2 separate regions of the Triticum aestivum genome follow, and region 2 is linked to region 1. A link is a contact called in public Hi-C data. All regions are on one chromosome and are shown on one strand. Each heading gives the region's core, a stretch centred on a gene start, on an enhancer-like site or on the middle of the called end of the contact. The rest is flanking DNA. Distances are from core to core; before and after follow the strand shown.

The links. Hi-C and Micro-C count contacts between places; a contact is called where the count stands out from the background.
Region 2: a Hi-C map of leaf shows a contact between it and region 1, with 5 times the contacts expected there. The contact joins the promoter of LOC123138143 here to the promoter of LOC123138140 in region 1. A contact is called at or near these places in 2 of 5 Hi-C or Micro-C datasets (both in leaf).

What each region holds. Positions count from the first base shown.
Region 1 is chr6B:580,281,573-580,289,314 of IWGSC CS RefSeq v2.1, forward strand. It overlaps LOC123138140 (membrane protein PM19L), which reads right to left and starts at 4,957. Exons shown (of 4, transcript XM_044558049.1): 1 at 4,614-4,957; 2 at 4,343-4,523; 3 at 4,183-4,228; 4 at 3,583-4,096. The coding sequence starts at 4,743. The coding sequence ends at 3,893. It overlaps LOC123138141 (protein CURVATURE THYLAKOID 1A, chloroplastic), which reads left to right and starts at 5,223. Exons shown (of 5, transcript XM_044558050.1): 1 at 5,223-5,461; 2 at 5,545-5,639; 3 at 5,740-5,847; 4 at 5,977-6,048; 5 at 6,161-6,372. The coding sequence starts at 5,335. The coding sequence ends at 6,232.
Region 2 is chr6B:580,563,884-580,571,543 of IWGSC CS RefSeq v2.1, forward strand. LOC123138143 (mRNA cap guanine-N7 methyltransferase 1) reads left to right here and starts at 4,662. Exons shown (of 14, transcript XM_044558055.1): 1 at 4,662-4,946; 2 at 5,334-5,431; 3 at 5,530-5,672; 4 at 5,796-5,864; 5 at 5,964-6,035; 6 at 6,471-6,569; 7 at 6,914-6,970; 8 at 7,337-7,475; 9 at 7,564-7,628. The coding sequence starts at 5,359.

The DNA of each region.
Region 1 (7,742 bases), core at 3,707-6,206:
TAGGAGAATGATGTGATGGACAAGACCCAATCCTAAGCCTAGCACAAAGATCGTGTAGTTCGTATGCTAGAGCTTTTCTAATGTCAAGTATCATTTCCTTAGACCATGAGATTGTGCAATTCCCGGATACCGTAGGAATGCTTTGGGTGTACCAAACGTCACAACGTAACTGGGTGGCTATAAAGGTGCACTACGGGTATCTCCGAAAGTGTTTGTTGGGTTGGCACGAATCGAGACTGGGATTTGTCACTCCCTGTAACGGAGAGGTATCTCTGGGCCCACTCGGTAGGATATCATCATAATGTGCACAATGTGACCAAGGGGTTGATCACGGGATGATGTGTTACGGAACGAGTAAAGAGACTTGCCCATAATGAGATTGAACAAGGTATCGGGATACCGACGATCGAATCTCGGGCAAGTACAATACCGCTGGACAAAGAGAATTGTATACAGGATTGATTGAATCCTCGACATCGTGGTTCATCCGATGAGATCATCGTGGAACATGTAGGAGCCAACATGGGTATCCAGATCCCGCTATTGGTTATTAATCGAAGAACGTCTCGGTCATGTCTGCATTGTTCCCGAACCCGTAGGGTCTACACACTTAAGGTTCGATGACGCTAGGGTTATAGGGAATAGATATACGTGGTTACCGAATGTTGTTCGGAGTCTCGGATGAGATCCCGGACGTCACGAGGAGTTCCGGAATGGTCCGGAGGTAAAGATTTATATATGGGAAGTCATCATACGGTCACCGGAATAATTCGGGGGGTTACCGGTATTGTACCGGACCACCGAAGGGGTTTCGGGGGTCCACCGGGAGGGTCCACCTGCCCCGAAGGGCCCTATGGGCTGTTTGTGGAGAGGGACCAGCCCCTTAGTGGGCCGGGCGCCTCCCCCCTTAGGGTCCATGCGCCTAGGGTGTGGGGAAACCCTAAAGGGGGGGCGTCCCCTTGCCTTGGGGGGCAAGGCAACCCCCCTGGCCGCCGCCCCCTCCTCAGATTGGATCTGAGGGTGCCGGCCCACTTCTCCCTTGCCCCTATATATATGTGGGGGGTGGGAGGGCAGCCGCACCCAAGTTCTGGCGCAGCCCTCCCCCACTCCCAAGTCCTTCTCCTCTCCCGCGATGCTTGGCGAAGCCCTGCAGGACTGCCACGCTCCTCCTTCACTACCACGCCGTTGTGCTGCTGCTGGACGGAGTCTTCCCCAACCTCTCCCTCTCTCCTTGCTGGATCAAGGCATGGGAGCTGTCACCGGGCTGCATGTGTGTTGAACACGGAGGTGCCGTCCGTTCGGCACTAGGATCTCCGGTGATTTGGATCACGACGAGTACGACTCGTTCAACCCCGTTCACTTGAACGCTTCTGCTTAGCGATCTACAAGGGTATGTAGATGCACTCTCCTTCCCCTCGTTGCTAGTTTCTCCATAAATAGATCTTGGTGACTCGTAGGAAAATTTTGAATTTCTACTACGTTCCCCAACAAGTGTTCCCTTTTTTTCAGGTTCCTCCGGCTTCGGCTCCTTCGGCGCCGGCCCCCGCGTCCCCTTCCTGGAGCGATGCGCGGCGCCCACCCCCAGCGCCCCCCGGCACGGCGCCTTTTGCCGCCGCCACCCGGTTTCTCGACTCCTTCCCCCGAGGTCGAGTCTGACCGAGCCCCCGGGTCCCCATCTCCCTCCTCCAAGGTTGAGCCGGTGGGCACCTCACCCGCCACCCCAGCTGGCAACGCACCCCTGCGATGGGCTCGACGTCCTCCTCGCTTGTCGCCCATTCCGTCGCCGGCTCGTCCGGCGCTGCTGCCGCCGCGGCCCCCGCCACCGCGGCCCCCACCACGTGTGCACCCATCGCCGCCAGCGTCCCTGTCATCGCTGCGGCCCCTGCCGCCACCGTGCCCCCCACCGTCGCGGCCCTGCTGTCCGGCCGCTTGGCGTGACTATCCGTGCCCAAGGAGGAGTGCTTCGGCCGAGCACGTGCTACTCCTCCGACGAGTATGTGTGCGCCGCCTTGACCTCGATGCCATCACCCATCCCCACCTCCGCTCGCGCTGCCCTTCGGGATCCCCATTGGCTAGCTGTGATGCACGAGAAGTTCGACGCCCTACAGCGCAACCACACGTGGTGGCTTGTCCTGCGACCCCCTCGTGCCAACATCATCTCTAGCAAGTGGGTGTTTCGCCACAAGACTCGTCCGGACGGTTCTCTCGAGCACTACAAGACTCGGTGGGTGGTTCATGGTTTTCGGCAGCGCGCGGGCGTGGGCTTCACCGACACCTTCGCCCCGGTTGTGAAACCGGGCATGATTCGCGCCGTGCTCCAGCTGGCGGTCTCACACGCCTGGCCTGTGCACCAGTTGGATGTTTCCAACGCCTTCTTGCACGACCATCTCGCTGAGCAGTTGTTCTGTGAGCAGCGCCCACTGGTTTCGTCGATGCCGAGCACCCCGACTTCGTGTGCTTGCTCTCCGGTTCTCTTTACGGGTTGAAGCAGGTGCCTCGGGCTTGGTACCAGCGTATCGTAGCCTTCCTGCAGTCTCTGGGATTTCGGTCCACTCGCTCCGATGCTTTACTCTTCGTGTACCATCAGGGAGCTGACACTGCATATCTGCCGCTCTACGTCGACGACATCATCCTCACGGCGTCCACCCCTGATATCCTTCAGCGGCTGACTGCTCGTCTTCGTGATGAGTTCGCCCTGAAGGACTTGGGGTCCCTGCACTACTTCCTCGGCATCGAGGTGGTCCGACGGCCTAACGGCTTCTTTCTGCATCAGCAGAAGTACGCCCAACGAGCTCCTGGAGCGTGCCGGTATGCTTAACTGCAAGCTGGCGCCCACCCCCGTCGACGCGAAGGCTAAGGTCTCTGCTCTAGAGGGGTCTCTCGCGTCCGATGCAACATTTTCGCTCCATCGTCGGTGCTTTACAGTACCTGACGCTCACCCGACCTGACCTGCAGTACGCTGTCCAGCAGGCGTGCCTCCACATGCACGCTCTGCGTGACTCTCACTGGACCTTGGTGAAGCATATTCTCCGTTATATACGCATCACCATGTCTTTGGGACTCACCCTGACGGCCTCCGCCTCCACCGACCTCGTGGCCTACTCGGATGTCGACTGGGCTGGTTGCCCCGACACTCGACGCTCTACGTCAGGCTACTGCGTCTACCTTGGCCCTCGTTGATCTCTTGGTCATCGAAGCGGCAACCCACGGTCTCCCGCTCCAGCGCCGAGGCAGAGTATCGTGCTGTGGCTAATGTCGTGGCCGGATGCTCTTGGCTACGTCAGCTGCTCCAGGAGTTGCTTTGTGATGTTCACAAGGCCACTCTTGTCTACTGCGATAACGTCGGCGCGGTCTACCTCTCCGCCAACCCGGTGCACCATCGACGTACGAAGCATATTGAGCTCGATATTCAGTTCGTGCGCGAGCAAGTTGCCCTTGGCCGTGTTCGGGTTCTTTACGTGCCGACGACGCAACAATTTGCTGATGTTATGACTAAGGGATTGCCTACTCCCGTCTTTGAGGAGTTTCAGTCCAGTCTCCGTGTCTCCAACGACGCTTCGATTAAGGGGGGTGTTGAGTATGTATTTTCTATTGCACGTGTATTGGAGTTGTGGCCCACCTCCTAATCTTGTATAGTTGAGGTAGAGACCCTCCCTGTATTATATATACATGCACAACACTCCATCAATACAACGTTCATTGTATTGCAAATCTCTCCGTCTACAACATGTATCCCTATTGTCCTGAGTGTTATTTGTCTACCAAGTGCCTACGGAAATACACGAGGGTGTCATCCTGCGCTTGGTAAATTGCTTACCATACGAGTGCCCGATGAACTGCACTCGATACAGTTGCTGGTACTCGGTGCAATTCAAGTTTCCGGTAGTTTTGGTCATGCATCCGGGGACGGAGCCCCTCCCGCCGTCTTATGGTCCGCGGCGAGCTCTCCCCGAGGGATCTCGCGGCAGCAAGTTTCGCCGTGGTTCCCGCAGGCCTGTCCAACTCCGAGCACCCCGCTCAAGGCGCCGGCGTGGAGCAGAAGCAGGTAGAACAGCTGCGTCAGCGTCGAGATCGTGATGAACGCCTCCAACGTCCTCTGCCAGCAAGACGAACACATAATTCATAAGTTGAATCATCGAAAGGAAAAGCAGTGTGATGAGTTGCTAGCAGATAGCGACGTACCAGGCGCCTTCCTCGGTTCCCCAGAGTGATATGCTTGCACGCGAGGCTGCAGATGTTCAGGAAAAGATGGCACAGCACTGTGAGTTACGTACTGGAGTAGCAGATAGAGAGGGATTACATTTTTGAAACAGGCGGTGCGAGTGTGAGTGTAGAGCAGAACCCGAAGGCGAGGGCGGTGAGCGCCCAGGAGACGAGCCCGGTGGAGGCCGCGGCGGCGAGGCTCTCGCTGTGCCAGGGCGCCCTGACGTGGAGCAGGGCGGGGAGCACCGAGCAGGCGCCGACCACCCCGGCCATGAGCGAGAAGACGAGCAGATACCCCGTCGCCGTGTTACCTCCTAGATCTGCACACCACGTCACGTCGTTAACCAGACCAGATCATGTCGCACGCAAGGACGTACGACCACTGCAAGACGTAGTACTACGTAACGTACGGCGGTGCGTCTCGCGGTCGATGAACTTGTTGAGCGACCAGCCGGCGATGCCGAGGACGGCGGCGTGCATGACGAGGTTGATGCACAGCAGGGGCCCGATGTACCGCCTGCTCGCCGCGCCCACGGCCATGGATCCACCACTGCTAGCTCCCCGGCCAGGAATGCTAGTACCTAGCCTAGGCCGCAGGTCTCGAGTGTGGGCAATTGATTTGGTGACTCTGGTCGCTATGTAACTACTACTGGAAGTGTTCGAGCGTCCAGCCGAGGGGGGCCGTTTGTGATGACGCGCACTAGAAGTTTCGTGCAACGGCAATGCTGTTGTGCACGCGAAGCTAGCCTGGAGGACGGGGTCCGCTTGTACCGTCTGCACGCAAAGGCAGGTACTACATAGTAACATGGGCCAGCTTCGGACGGCGACTGCCGGCCAGCCCACCGATGTACTCCTACGGGACAATGTGGTCTGGTATGGAGTATGGTGCTGTGAGCTGAGACCTCTGTTCCTAGGACAGCCAACCAGACAGTGGGGGCAGCCACAGATTTCTAAGATAGGCAGCCAGCCAATCAGAGCCCACCATCCTGCCATGTGGCCGATCAGCGCGCAAAAGCATCAAATCAAATGATTAGAGTCTGGGACACAAGAAGAAAGAGAGGCCCAGGGACGCACAGGACTAGAAGCGTGTCAGCATAGGCGAGAGCCAGAGAAGAGCTTGCAGGTGAGAACATGGCCGCAACGGCGTGCTCTACGGCGCTTCTGGGTGTAGCAGGAGCACGCCTCCCCGCCGGCGCGCCGCCAACCGTTCTTCTCCCACGGCGTAACTTCTCCCCTCTTCGCCTCCAAGGCGCGCACGGTACCTATACTGCGTACTACATTCCGCAATGGCGATGCCCAGATAAGTAGACACATTAACAATTAGTACGATCTGTTAACCAGATGCACCGCGGCTCTCTCTGCTCCCGGCGAAGGCCGCCTCCGATGACACCTCTGCCGCGAGCGGCGACGAGCTCGTCGACGACCTGAAAGCCAAGGTACTCTCGAAACAGGAGGCGCGACCTTTGGTAAGCTAGGTAGAACGGCGAGCTGACCAGCTTGAGCGACGGTGCGTACGTGTTGTTTGCTTTGTCGCAGTGGGACGCCGTCGAGAACAAGTCCACCGTGCTGACGTACGCCGGCGGCGCCATCGTCGCCGTATGGTTCTCCTCCGTCATCGTCGGCGCCGTCAACTCCCTGCCTCTGGTGCGTACGTCGACCGCCGGTGCTCATACATGAGTGCATGGCCGCCGTCTTGGCTCCGATCAGATCATGCCGTCGTGTGTCCACTCATCAGACTTGAGCGCTGACACGTTGTTTAATTTCTGCATGCAGCTTCCCAAAATCATGGAGCTTGTTGGGCTCGGCTACACCGGATGGTTCGTGTACCGCTACCTCCTCTTCAAGGTGCGCGATCAGTTACAGGCTCGCTTAGTCGGTAGTATCTGGTGGTAGAACTAATTCGATTGCAAGAAACCTGCAATTCGTTAACATGATCTTGGACAAAATACTATTGCAGGAACGCAGGAAAGAGCTGGCCGACGACGTGGAGTCTTTGAAGAAGAGCATTGCTGGTACAGAGGCAGAGTAATAAAAGAAAATAATGTTGTATGGATTATTATTTTGTTGGACGATTATTCAGAGAACGCTTATCCGAGGGTTTGCTTGTTTTTTTTAACAAGACAAAAGACTTGCTATTTCCATTGACTAACAAAGAATGTTTAGACAAAATCCGTCTAGTAGGAAAACAAAGATTACTCTTGTGACATTATACAATACTCAAGTGTGTAGTCCCAGCCAAGGGATGGAATCTATCCTCCTTGTTGATCTTCGAGATAATCACCATCGCCGGGGCACTGTGATTGCGTAAGACTAACATTCCGTTCTTTCCAAACGTGTCACCTAATAAGCATCATCACGGGAGAGGTGGCGTGTGGGCAGTGGGTGCAGGGTGGCGCGACCATGGCGGCCGTGGCCTGAGGGTCTCCGGCGGACAGCGGACCTGCAAAAGGTGTCGGTGCGGCCGTGATCTCCGACAGGCAGCGGATGTAGCAGACCTGCAAGAGGAGCTGGTGGCGCGCAACCGGTGAGGCCATGATCTTCGGCTTACAGCGGATCTGGGCCGTGAGCCAGATCTGGGCCCAATCAGGACCCATCCTGCGCGCGAGGTTGGTTGTGGCTTCGGCTACACCGGTCATGTGTTGGGGAACTCCTATTGGACGCATTCTGCGTCAAACAGCTGCGCGACGCACGCACAGAACCCCGACAGGGCCGGCCCAATAGTGGGCGTGCTTGCTTGTACAGTAGCGCGGCGATATTAATGTGAAAAAAAAAAACCAAGCTTGCAATTTCCATTGACTAACAAAGAATGTTTAGACAAAATCCGTCTAGTAGGAAAACAAAGATTACTCTTGTGACATTATACAATACTCAAGTGTGTAGTCCCAGCCAAGGGATGGAATCTATCCTCCTTGTTGATCTTCGAGATAATCACCATCGCCGGGGCACTGTGATTGCGTAAGACTAACATTCCGTTCTTTCCAAACGTGTCACCTAATAAGCATCATCACGGGAGAGGTGGCGTGTGGGCAGTGGGTGCAGGGTGGCGCGACCATGGCGGCCGTGGCCTGAGGGTCTCCGGCGGACAGCGGACCTGCAAAAGGTGTCGGTGCGGCCGTGATCTCCGACAGGCAGCGGATGTAGCAGACCTGCAAGAGGAGCTGGTGGCGCGCAACCGGTGAGGCCATGATCTTCGGCTTACAGCGGATCTGGGCCGTGAGCCAGATCTGGGCCCAATCAGGACCCATCCTGCGCGCGAGGTTGGTTGTGGCTTCGGCTACACCGGTCATGTGTTGGGGAACTCCTATTGGACGCATTCTGCGTCAAACAGCTGCGCGACGCACGCACAGAACCCCGACAGGGCCGGCCCAATAGTGGGCGCGCTTGCTTGTACAGTAGCGCGGCGATATTAATGTGAAAAAAAAACCAAGCTTGCAATGATGCCAGGATTCGATCTCTGCACCTCCATGTTGCGTACGAGAGGAGCTAACCAGTAGACGTAACAAGCCTTGTTGCTAAATATGAAGCGTGCTAGTATAAGA
Region 2 (7,660 bases), core at 3,412-5,911, 280 kb after region 1:
TTTGGGCCGGTTGATTTCGAATGAACGAAGCAACAGCCGTCGGAGGAAAGGAAGGAGCAGCCGCCGGCTCACCGGAGAAGCAATAGCTTCTGGGTGTATGTTAGCTATAGGGTGGCAGACGACCTCAGCATCTATCTTAGGGTGGCAGGTGACCCCAGTATCTAGGGGTGTTCGGCGGAAAAATTTAGAGATTCACCGGGGTTTGAGGGATGGTTGGGGGTGGCACCAGCATCGCGGTGGAGAGTGGTTGAGGGGAGGGCGGGTCGGCGAGGCTGGCACGGGAGCATTGTCAGCCGCAAGGGCGGTAGTAGGCGGTGGGAGGAAGAAGATGGCAGACGAATGTGATCTTTTGTTCAGGAAAAAGGAAGTTAAAGGAAGAAGACACAATCTGACCATTAGATCAGAAATCAATGGCAGATATCCCAGGTGACCGGCACCTACCCAGTCCCTTATTTGTCTGCATTTTGGCAGAGTTGCATACAGAAGCAATTTCGGATATGTTTGGCAAATGTTCCATCAGCCCTACAGATACCGCAGTCCAATGTCCAAATGAGAACAAACAGGTTGTTTTTCTCCTAGAAGGGTCCTCCCTGGCCCCAATAACATATCATTGTCAATACACGAATGCCATACATACATGCATGATACTAGTATTTGGGACGGCGAGCTAGTCCCATCCTGGCAAAACGCAATAGCAAACACTCTTTGGCGAGACACCACACGATATCTGGCATACCAAACCAGCACGAGGGCTTATTATTCGGGACGTCGACGTCGAGCCCTCCCAAGTGGGGGGAGCGCCCATGCCCGTCGTCCCCGATTCCCCGCGGTCCAGCCTTCCGGGGGGAAAGAGGCCGCGTAGACGGTGAGCTCGGCTCGTCGCCACGCACCGGCCGGTGTCCGGAGCGCATGCCGCACCCGGATTTCGGCCACATGCGGCCGGTACGCGTCGCCGTCCAGAGTTTTACCCCGGTTGGCATACTGGCATCTCGATCCCCGGAACAGCTGAAGCCGGCCTTCCCGTCCCAGTTACCAGTTACCACCACGGCGCTCTTGTGTGGCACAGTAGTGCTGTAGTCTATTCGCATCTACGCGACAGGGCCGGTGGTGTTTATCCAGTCGAGCCGCGTCCCTGTCGATTGTCCAGCTGCCGGCGTATCCTTGTAGACGTGCACTTGACACGGAGGCCGGTTTGTATTGTATGGTCTCGCTCGTTTTGTCTTTGCCGGAAGAACGGTCTCACGCTCTCTCGAAGATTACTTTGTTCTTTCACTTTCACGAGTGCTCCTGGTAGGTGTTCTTTGTTTACATGTGATGAGAAGTCATGGCTCTAGTCTCCCGTGTATGTTAACGGCTGCCCCAACAGGAGAGGATTTGTGGCACACAAGTGCATGTCCCTAGTGTCCTTTTTCTTTGGCTCTCATAGTTTCAAATCATTTAAACCAAAATTACAAATTAAGTTATGTTCTCATATTTTTGTTTCTCGTGATTGGCGTTTTTAAATAAGATCTGCTTTGAATATATTTTGATAATTTTTTAAAAAAGTTTAAATGTTGAAACTTAGTACGAGTAACCGACAAAAATCAACTATTTTGTGTCTACGACCGACGGAATAAATTGCTTGAAATTATATCTATGAAACTAGTTGCAACTTGGCAGTTTTTAATGCAACAAACCGTAAGTTTAATCGTTGAAACTTAAAACTTTTTAAGAAATTTTACTTTTTACTGTGTCCTCGTGCGAAATTGAACTACTGCGCGAATCGTGAGGACAAACGAGTGGGAGGCAGGACTTGGTAGGTGAGTTCCTCTGCGCATTTTCGCTGCCCCAACAATTAACCGTTCTAAGCCAGAAGCAGATGCACGCTTCGCTTATCAGATCAATTTGGCATTATGCTTTTATTTTGTTGTTGAAAAATTAGCTGATAAATCATTTATCCAGAAAAATACTCCCTCTTGAGTGTCGCTGAGTAGCCCGTAACTAAGGTTTTTTTCAGTCGAGTAGCGAGTAACTAATTAATCAGACAATTAACTGGTCAGCACCTCTTAATCCCCTACTACATCCGTCTGGGTTTATTGATCCTCTTTGTATTTTGTGCCCAATTTTAACCATAAATTTGACCAAAAAAATATAAGTTGTATGTCACACAACTTAGATTATTGGATTCATAAGAGGTTTCCATTGATGCTATTTTGGTGGTATATAAGTTCTTTTTTGATAGTTAAATCAAACGTCAAAGTTTGACCCAAAATACAAGGGGGACTAATAAACCCGGATGGAGGTAGTACAGCGGGTAGGGGACTGAGCAGTTACCGATTATCGATTTTGTAAACATTGTTTTATGCAGCTATTAACATGTTCTGTGGATGGTCGCAAAACCTTGCGCGCCTGAACAACAGATTCTGTTTACAACATTGAGCGCGCCTGCGACCCACGCGCCATGGATCCCTAAGGAAATCGATGCAGTGTAGAGTGCCCAAAAGATCACATGGCGGGGAGGGCGCCAGGTAGGCACCATCGCGAGGCGCGCGTGCAGGGCACTCGCGAGCGAGGAAGCACCCAGGAGTCGGGTGTTGCAACATACTGTATAGGAGTAATTCCTCGGGGGTGCCTTGGGCATCCCCAATTTTGAGACGTTTGCCTCTTCTTATTCTTTTTATCCCACTCTTTCACCTAAGTCTTAAATTCTTCATCCACATAAAACTTCTACATAATTGTTGGGATATATTAGTATAGCTAATATTTAAACAAACACATAACTTGTTTTAACATAAAATGAAAAATTATAATCCACCCTTAGTTAATGTATACTAAACAATTGTAGCACTCTCACATTCAGTCATTAATTAAAATGATAAAATACGGGATGGCCGTTTTGGCTCTGGGACGCATATGCTCCCAAATGATGAGTAAATTCAAAATAAGTAGTAAATAATTTTTTTAAAATGATATTTTTGTAGATGTTCTTGTAGTGTAACAAGCGTCCTTGATACTTCTCATGCCAAACAGGATAGCAATGCTTCCTTGGTAAAAAAAATAAAATAATTGTAACATTTAGCGTCTGACTTTTTTTTTCATATATAACAATATAAATATAAAAAGATCCAAATGCGCAGATCAACTTAATCTTGGTCATCAAACCATGTCAATGCAACTAACTAGATTGCTCTAAAACTTTAAAACTGCCATTCTTGGGATGAAAATGCTATGAACAAGAGAGTGCCATGTGAACACAAAAAGAAAGAAAGAAAATGCCATGATAAAAATAGTGTCATCTCTTAATAAACAAAAAATGACATAAAAAATAAAATTCCGTATCCTAAAAATAAAAGCCATCTCTTAAATGAAAAATGACATCTCTTAATAATAAAAACGCTATCTTTTAATCTAAAAATATCATCTCTTAATATAAAAATGCCATTTCTTAATGATAAAAAATGCCATCTCTTAATAATAATAAAATGCCATCTCTTAATCTCTTAAGTAAATAAAAATGCCATCTCTTATAATAAAATATAAAAAATGCCATGTGACATAGTTCAAACATTTATAAACTGCCATGTTGATTTTTTACTAGAGAAAATGCCATCTGGTGAAAGAAAATGGAAGAACTGGGATTCCAACCCAGGTGGCCCAGGAGAAGGAGTGCACTCCTAGCCAATGGGCTGGCTCTAGTACTTTATAACTAAATGTTGCCCCACGCGTTGCCGTGGGAAATGTTCCAGAAATAAATGCATAAATAGTTGCTACAAAAACATCTAAAACTAATGGAAGGAAAATGTAATATAAAAAATACAAAGCGTCTAAGAACTTGAGTTTCAATTAAAAAATATCATTTCTGACAAAAATGAGAAGGGACAACTTTATAGGTATGCTACAATCGCCCAACATAAATATGCTACATATATTGTTAATACAAAATCTAGTACAAAAAATAAACTTTGAATAATTAACATGCATGAATTTATGATGTGGCAGCATTGCATGCATATAGTGTAATGTAAAGAAATGTAATTTATGACATGCATGCATGACTTGCTTATGTGGCATAGTTGCATGGCTTAAAAAAATAAATAGTGGGCTGTAATTATTTAGGAATAGAAGATACAGTTCGCTGGAGTTTCTCTTAGACTACCCACAATAAAAATAACATAGATGGAAACATCACACATATTTAGAAAAAATAGATGATATGGCAAATAATTAATGAAGAAAGAGAGGCATGTAGTAACATAGCTAGTTACTAATACTATGAGTAACATCACACATACCAAGGCAAGATGAGTTTATAACCTAATAAATGACATCACACATATGTTACTTCTCATTGTAGAAGTAGTAACATAAACTAGTAACATGCATATGTTTACTGTGGCTAGTCTTATAGCGCACGGGTTTGGGGATCCGACGTGGCCAGTGGCGGAGCTGGGGCCTGATTCTTGGACGAGCAATGGGCTTGGGGGCAGCTAAAAATGTGAGTTCTGGGCCAGTTTTACCAGAAGATTTTGCGTGGGCTGGGGAGGAGTGGCCCAGCTGAAGCTCCGCCACTGGACGTGGCACGTATCCTGCGTCAAGATTCGTGCAGACGAATCCGACTGAAGATGGTGGATCGCTGCGAAATCTCTCCTGGGTGACGATCGTCAGTTAATAGTACTTCCCCAAAATCTCACCGAACGGAACCCGTTCCCTCACCTCGACCTAAACCGTCATCGGCCCGGCACGCTCCGACACGCGCCCAGCCGCCACGCCCTGCCCTCTCTGCTCCTCGACGCAGCCGCCACACTCCCCTGCCCTCTCGTCGTCTGTCCCTCGAGAATCTGCGGCTGGCACCACCGGGCAAGCGGTAGTAGGCTAGTGGGGAAGCGGGGGCGGCGGATCCGGGAAGAGCGGCGGCGGCGGATCGGGAAGAGAAGTATCAGCCATCAGCAAGACCTCCTCCCTCCAAGGTATATATGCGCATGCCCATTACCCAATAAACTGCCAGAATTTTTGACGAGTCTGTGATATTCAATCATATTTGTTGGCTGGATATGTTGCTATAAGCCCCTGTGCGAATCGATGTTGAAGATTTTTGTGGCATGTGTGTCAGTGTGTGGTATTCAAGTCATATTTTTGCAATCCATGTTGGCATATGCTTTGCTGCTGTCTGAAATTGTGTCGATGGATTTTGTTGCATGTGTATGACATTCAAATCATGAACACAACAGTGATAGCTAGTCTTCATGAATACAACAGTGATATATTCAAATCATGAATGAATACAACAATTTGTCTTGTTCAAATTTGTATGCAACAGTGGTAGCTAGTTTTTTTAATTATAAACCATCACCCAGAAGGAAGGCCAAGGCTGCAAGCGTGATGAACAAGCGACCCCGCGAGGACGAGCCTTCCTCCTCCCTTGCGTCCGCCCAAAAGCGCCAGTTCGGTGCAGGTATCTATTCCCCGCCTTCGTCACTAGACCCCATCTAGTTGCTGCTAACTCCCAATACCGTGCGAAGGGTAGCTAACTAAGGTTTGGTCTTTGTGTAGGTGGCGGCTATGGGGAGCAAGGGTACTCGGAGGAGCGGATCAGTGCGCAGCGGGTGGCGGACCACTACAGTGCCCGGTCGAATCAGACGCTCGAGGAGCGTGAGAACAGCCCCATCATCCACCTCAAGAAGCTCAACAACTGGGTAACTACTTTGCTGTGCTACGCATCCATTCATCCCCTAAAACCCTTGAGAAAATGTCACCTGTACGATGTTGGGTGAAACCAGTAAGAAGCCACGCTAATCTTCCAATCTCACCTTTGGCAGATAAAGAGCGTCCTGGTTCAACTGTATGCACGTCCAGGAGACTGCGTTCTAGATCTTGCTTGTGGCAAGGTAAGCAGTGCTTTGCGAGTGTTAATTAAGATAAGAAGAGTTTTTTGTAGTTCCGAGGTAGTCCTGACATATATTGATTCTTCACGAGTGTTAATGCAGGGAGGTGATTTGATAAAGTGGGATAAGGCCAAGGTTGGCTATTATGTAGGGGTTGATATTGCAGAAGGCTCGGTTAGTTTTCCATCACATGATAAATCTATATTATATGCATATACAAATATATATAACTTAATGCAATTTGTTCTTCGTGAGTTAGGTATTTCCATCTCTGTAATGCTTTGGCATTTATGCCTATCAGTTGCTTTTCTGTATAGGGTAGATTTGTACATTGCAACCGTTTCGCAGATATTATTTTGTAACCTGTACTGTAATCGTTTTAGCATTTAAACTTATCTCAAGGTAGTGGTAAGCTATATATTCAATCTTTATTTCACTTGTTTTTATCAGTATCCTTGGTAAAACCTTCAGACTTATCAGCGGTCCTAGACCATAGAACTTGTGTATTCGCTTTTGATTTCCTCACTACCTCTTGTAGCTCTCAACTACGCAGCAAAGGTCACTTTAAGTTATAATCTCCTTTGATGTGTTGGAGCTTTACACTTGCAGATAAAAGATTGCATGACCCGTTATAATGGTGACTCGGATCAACAACGAAGGAAGAAGTTCAGTTTTCCTGCACGGCTTATTTGTGCTGACTGTTACGAGGTAAAAGTATTAATAAATAATAGTACAATTTACCATAAGAACCAAACCTAAAGTGGTGGTGTGCTCTGTGTGTGCAAGCAGACATAGTGCCACAGCTTGTTTCAAGCATTGAACATCTTTCTGTAGTTGAAACCAAATTATACGCAAGAAATGGATCTTTCAATAAAACTCATGCCAACGTATACACACATTTGTCATTAGCTAGTAGGTGATTCTGCTTATACTTTCACATCACCAGGAAGAATATACTTTACCTTACCCCATATGTCTATCAGTCTATTATTTGTGGTGCTCATCAAGAATTATAAAGTGCATCAAATGCTTCCGCTTTCATGTTTTTGCAGACTCGTCTGGATGAGTATCTATGTGAGGATGCTCCATTTGACATATGCAGCTGCCAGGTGAGTGACCTAGCTTTATATTTTGCTCAATTTTCATAGTTTGTTGTTATTATTTGGTCAGTTCAATCATCTATTATTTCCCACTTGTCAAAGCAACTTTGAATTTTAGAAACCTTTTGTGAATATATATCTACTGTTAAATATCACAATCATTATTGACAACTATCATTCAAACAAATTTTTCCTGAAAGATGTTGAAACTTAAGTATCATTGCTATGTCCAGCAAATAAAATTAAGTACAATGATCTTTAATCTACTCTTAATATGTAATGCACCGTCAGGAGATTTAGAATGTCTGGATGATAAATGTGTATGATTATGAGGTTTATACTTCCTATTCTGATGTTTTTTTCTATGTATTTCAGTTTGCAATGCACTACTCATGGTCAACTGAAGCACGTGCAAGACAAGCCCTCGCAAATATATCTGCATTGCTTCGTCCTGGAGGCACATTCATTGGAACGATGCCTGATGCTAATGTCATTATTAAAAGGCTAAGAGAATGTATGTCACTATCTTGAACTGTAATTTGCTTGATCTCGTCAAAGACTGTACTTGTCACAAGATGTGTGATACAAATTTATATCCTCAGCTGAAGGGATGGAGTTCGGGAACAGTGTTTACTGTATTACCTTTGGTGAAGAGTACACAGAAAAGGTAATTGTGTTTGTTTATAATTACTTCTTATA